2 separate regions of the Canis lupus genome follow, and region 2 is linked to region 1. Evidence: chromatin contacts called from public Hi-C data. All regions are on one chromosome and are shown on one strand. Each heading gives the region's core, a stretch centred on a gene start, on an enhancer-like site or on the middle of the called end of the contact. The rest is flanking DNA. Distances are from core to core; before and after follow the strand shown. Region 1 holds the start of SNHG3 (small nucleolar RNA host gene 3 (non-protein coding)). Region 2 holds the start of SESN2 (sestrin-2).

The links. Hi-C and Micro-C count contacts between places; a contact is called where the count stands out from the background.
Region 2: a Hi-C map of blood shows a contact between it and region 1, with 2.5 times the contacts expected there. The contact joins the promoter of SESN2 here to the promoter of SNHG3 in region 1. A contact is called at or near these places in 4 of 9 Hi-C or Micro-C datasets (amygdala, blood, liver and 1 more).

Annotation. Positions count from the first base shown.
Region 1 is chr2:71,367,971-71,370,670 of UU_Cfam_GSD_1.0, forward strand. It overlaps SNHG3 (small nucleolar RNA host gene 3 (non-protein coding)), which reads right to left and starts at 1,271. Exons shown (of 3, transcript NR_038068.1): 1 at 1,215-1,271; 2 at 1-32. It overlaps LOC111093268 (a long non-coding RNA gene), which reads left to right. Exons shown (of 4, transcript XR_005355918.1): 2 at 1-1,311. LOC119870553 (a small nucleolar RNA gene) reads right to left here and starts at 341; the gene lies at 137-341.
Region 2 is chr2:71,562,095-71,564,794 of UU_Cfam_GSD_1.0, forward strand. SESN2 (sestrin-2) reads right to left here and starts at 1,334. Exons shown (of 10, transcript XM_038531375.1): 1 at 861-1,334. The coding sequence starts at 965.

The DNA.
Region 1 (2,700 bases), core at 21-2,520:
CAGATCAAATTATTTGGAATCCTTAGCCATTGCTGCAAAAACAAAGTAAGGTAAGAGCTTAATCCAGTTGTACAGCAGGTAATAAAAGCAGATTTCTTTCCAATCAACCTATATCCAGATAGGGGGTGCTCTAGAGAGCTGTTTCCTGCATGGTTTGTCTCCTCAGTCATGGTCCACAGGACTCTGAGAAGCTGTAGGAATATGCAGGCGCAGACTCAAGGCCCGGCTTCATCTCCAACGTTGTGGAAGGGGACTGTACGTCACCGGGCAGAGCCCTGAGCTCCCGCACGCCACCTGGACAGAGCCCGGGGAGAGTGACCTCCCGGGAGTATCCACGTTGGTCACCGTAATTTCATTTGCTAACTAAAGAGCTAGAAATAAATTTCAACCAGTAGAGGGTGACTTCCCCAGGATATCCATTCTGGGGTAGATACTAAATTCCCAAGTGTCAACGAAGTTCGAGTTCAATACCGACCAGGAGTCTCAGGTCAGTAGTCTAAATGCACTTTCAGCCAGGTACCCAAAACAGAGCTAAAAATCCCAGTAGGCGATTAGCACTACTGTTTAAGAAATGGCACATCCAGCGGGTCCCTGGGTGGCTCAGCGCCGCCTTCGGCCCAGGGCGTGATCCTGGAGACCCGGGATCGAGTCCCGCATCGGGCTCCCTGCATGGAGCCGGTTTCTCCCTCTGCCTCTCTCTTTCATGAATAAAATGTTTAAAAAGAAAAGAAATGGCACATCCAGAGCGCTGACACAGCAATTACGGGTCCTATCTACAACTCGGCCATCAGGAGTGCGCCCTGAGATCACCCTACGTCATAAAACAAGCGGCAGAATTAAGAACGCTCGCTTTCGAAATCGATTCTTAATCTCCGATGGGCCGTCGGGAATAGAATGATCGGCATGCAATCCCACCGCTTCCTAGGAGACCAGATCAAACAACAGGGGCGGGGTGGGCCGAGCATCTGGCATCCTGGTGCGTGAAGCGGCAGCCCCGTAGGTCTCAGCGCGAGCGCCTGGACTATGCGCAAGGCCCGCGGCTCGCGAGGCCTCCGCGGCCCACATCCTGCCCAGCCCCGCTGCGCGAGCAAGCGTAGTCAGCATGGACGCCGCAGAAGGGGCTCCAGAGAGCACGATGCCCACAGGAACAGCTTGCTGGCAGGCCCCGGGGTACTAAAGCTAGAAGTAACCAACCGAAAGGGTAAAACTCTTACCTACTAAAGACCAAACGGCGCCGCAGTCTTTCTCCAAAAGGCCGTACAACCCCCAAGGCATCCTTATTTATACCTTCTGAAGCGGGCGGAAGTCAAGGTATCTCTATTGCGCCTGCGCAGCGCCCTGCGCAGTTAGGGAATCGGAAATTCGCAAAGGATGCTGGGAGTTTAAGCCCCACCCCTACCCGACTCAGAGGCTTCTCGCGACAATAGAGCCTCGCGCGTGGGAACCTGCTGGAGAATGTGAATTACGGAAACGGAGTTTGGGAGTATGTAGCCTGGTGCTGAGCAGCAAGGGTGCTCCTCAGCAATCCGCTCGCCCAGTCTGGACGATATAGACTGAGATAAACCCGCTAGCCTCCATCCCCCAACGCTTTGGAGTAATTCTATGCAAAATGAAAAAAAGCCGCCTAGGGACGCCTGGGTGGCTCAGCGGTAGAGCGCCTGCCTTCGGCCCAGGCCGTGGTCCTGGGATCGTGGGATCGAGTCCCGCATCGGGCTTCCCGCATGGAGCCTGCTTCTCTCTGTGTCTCTCATGAATAAATAAACGAAATCATTTTTAAAAAAAGAGAGAGAGGAAAAAGCCATCTAGAGAAATGCAGGATCTCAACAGTGATTGAATCTGCCCTGTCACATGTGAAATGAACTTTTGATAAATGATAGGAAAATAGGACAGAAAGGCTTTCACATAAATTGGCTAAAACTAAAAGCCTCCTGTACACGATAATGGATGTATTCGATACTTCCGAACTGTACGCCTAAAAAGGTTAAAAAGGTAAATTTTACATCAAGTATATTTTAACACACAGTCGTGTGATATAAAGTAGGCATGTAAAGAATCCTGGAGATACATATTACATGTGAAATTTTGCAAATGTGATAGGATTTTGAATATGGTGTTAAGCGGATAGAGTTAATGTAAAAATAACACAGAGCCATCATAGCTGGGCTATAATGAGTGCAAACACTTATAGTGTTCCTCACATAAGATTTTGTGCCGGATTCTTTACATAGGTTATTTACTAGCACAGCAATTCTAAGACAGTGGTATCATTTACCTAGATTTTTTTAAAATTTATTTTTAAGATTTTATTTATTTACTCATGAGAAACAGAGGCAGACAGAGAAGCAGGGTCCATGTAGGGAGCCTGATGTGGGACTCATCCTAGGACCCCTGGACCAAGCCCTGACCCTGAGGGCAGCCACTCAACCACTGAGCCACCCAGGTGTCCCATTACCTAGATTTTATTTTATTTTTATTTATTTTTAAAAAGATTTTATTTATTCATGAGAGACACAGAGAGAGGGGCAGAGACACAGGCAGAGGGAGAAGCAGGCTCCATCCAGGGAGCCCGATGAGGGACTCAATGCAGGACTCCATCTGGGGACTCCAAGATCATGTCCTGGGCGGAAGGCAGGCGCTAAACCGCTGAGCCACCCAGGGATCCCCCATTACCTAGATTTTAAAACGTGAAACACACCAGGA
Region 2 (2,700 bases), core at 84-2,583, 190 kb after region 1:
GCTATAGTGTAGCTCTATTTAGCTAGTTTAGTACTTAAGGACTCAGAAAAGGCAAAACCCGAGACCAGCACCTAGTAGTGCTAGTGCTTAAATGATAAGATGTCCCCTGTCGCTGGGGGGGGGGGGGGGGGGGGGAGGCAGGAGGTGTGTCAGATTAGGCCCAGCCTCTTCCTAGCTTCCCTGCAAAGAGTTCCTGCGAAACAAACTTCTGGGACCTCAGACCGCTTAGTAGGGCTCAACCTAATGGACGCTCGCCTTCCCGAGCCGGGTCCAGGGTTTCTCCCCTCCTCCCCCAGCTTTGGCCGCCGCCGCGTACCCCGCGGCCAGCCGCGGCCCCGGAACGCCGACGCTCCCCCGCTCCCAACTGGGGGTGCAGGCGTGGGCGGGGGACGCGCTCGACCTCGGCTGGCAAGTCCCAGGTGCCCCAATCCCCGCACTGGGAGACGGGAACCGGGTCGTACCCTGGAAAGAGTCCTCCGCCAGCAGCCCCAGCCTAGAGGAAGGGACTCTGCGGAAGGGGGCGGGGAGGAGGAGTGGTCCGGCCGCAGCGCCGGGGATCTGCCTGGACTTGAAGATTCTCCCGTCGAGAGCCCAAACCCAAGATAACCTCGAGAAGGCTCCCCTCTCATTGGCCGGGAGTCCGAGGGAGCCAGGGAAGGTTCCACAGCCCGGGGGGGGAGGGGGCGGAGAGGGCCGCCACTGCCAGTTGATGCAACCCCATTCCCAGGTTACGCGCTCCACTCCGCCTCCCCCCCACCCGACCCCCGAGCCCGGGGCGTTGTGGGGGGGCCGAGGGGGCGCTGCGCAAAGACTCAGTTCGGGACTCAAACGAAGAGTGGCGTCGCTCGGCCGCTGCTTACCTCTCCCGCCCCGGGGCCGCCGCCGCCGCCGCCGCCGCCGCCGCCCGGGGCGAACGGCAGGTAGCCCTTGAGCTCTGCGCGGCACTCGGAGTCTGCAACGATCATGGTGTGTGCCAGGATCTGGCCACGGCTCGCCGGGCACCCGACGGGGGTTGGCACGCACGCACCCAGGAAGCCGGGGCTAGGGGCCGCTGGGGAGGTCCTAGAGCCCCGGGGAGTCTCTCGGGGTTCCAGAACGCTCCGAGAGCCCAGAACCAGCGAACGGGCGCTCCTCCGCCGGACTCTCCGGTCGGCCGGCTTCTGGAAGGCTGAGTGGCCTCGGCAGTCGGGGATGGGCCGCGGCCCTGGGGTTTTCACGGCCCGGAGTGCCTCGGAAGTCCGCAGTGGCCACGGCCGCTCGCCAAGCCAGCGCTCCCCAGCATCCCCGCCGCGGAACTGCCAGCGCTCGCCGGGCTCTGACACCAGCAGCGCCGCTCAGCCTGCTGCGGTCCCCGGGGGAGGGCGGGGACACAAAAGCTCCGCGCCGCAGCCAATCAGAGGCCTGTTTCCCGGGGAGGCGGGGGCGGCACCTCCCCCTGGAACCCAACGCCCGGCCAATCCGCACCGGGAAGCGCCCGGGAACTCTGGGAGCTGTAGTCAGCCCGGGATGCATGCTGCAAACTTTTGCAAAAGGGTTTAGTCAGATTGTGGGCAGTATCGGCCGAGAGTGACAGCCAAAAGAGTCATTAGGGCTGCGTGATGAAACGGGACTTCACCGGGCTGGGCCGGAGAGCCGGGTGTGAAATCCCTCCCAAGTTCGTTCTTCAGCTTTTCAGTTCCTGCAGGGACTGGTTAGGGTTAGGAGAGGTGGTGCTAATTACAGAGCTGAACCCCAGATTTTGGAGATTAGAGGGCACAGCCCTGCCCCCCACCCCCGGCCTCCGGGAGAGCTCCATCTTAAAATGTACCAGGCACTGGGAATCCATCTATTTGTGGAGTCCCTGGAAAAGCCTCCATTCATCGAAAGGTCCTTGGCAACCTCACGTCTAACCTCAATCCCTATGCTGCAGTTTTCTCTCGTGCTTCCTTGGGGTTTCCTCCAGGCCTGTCTTCCATACCCACCACTCCCTTTTTAGAAACTTTGAGGCAAAAAAAACCCCAAAAAAACAAAAAACAACTTTGAGGCAAGGTGTCCTACTGGGTCTTTTCTCACGTCTCTCTCTGGCCACTCCTTCTCTGACTCTCTGGAACGTGGGTGTTCCTCAGTTTCTGTTTTCTCCCCTCCTCTCTCCAGACACTCCGTCCCTCTCTGATCTCATCCATTTCCTGGCCTTCAGTAATCCTTTTGGGAGTAAGTTGCTTACACCAGAACCTCAGCACCTCAAAGTGAATTCATCTCTTGTTCCCTTCCCACAGTCTCTTCCCTCAGTTTTTCTTTAGAGTTCCACTGTTTGTTTTCATCTTAAAGTCATTTACTCTGGATAGGAAATCCTGGGTGGGCTAGATTACCTCCAAGTTTCTCCCAGAGACTTTCTGAGACTAGGCTTACCATTCCAAGGATGACCCTCTGATTTGGCCTGCTGCCTCCAGCTCTTGGAAGAAGAAAATTAATTTCACCCTTTGCTGAGCAACAAAGGCACTCTATCATAACACTTATCCCACTCTACTTTGTACTGTAATTTTCTGTGTACATGTCTTATCTCACCTTCTTGACTATAAGCTCCTTGAAGACAGGGTCCATGTCTTGACACCTTTGTCTCTGCCCTATGCCACCAAGGGTGTCCTGCCAATAAAATGTCCTTGGTGACTGAATCTTTCTTTGAATTGAATTCCCCTCTAAATTAACATATTTCAGATTCAG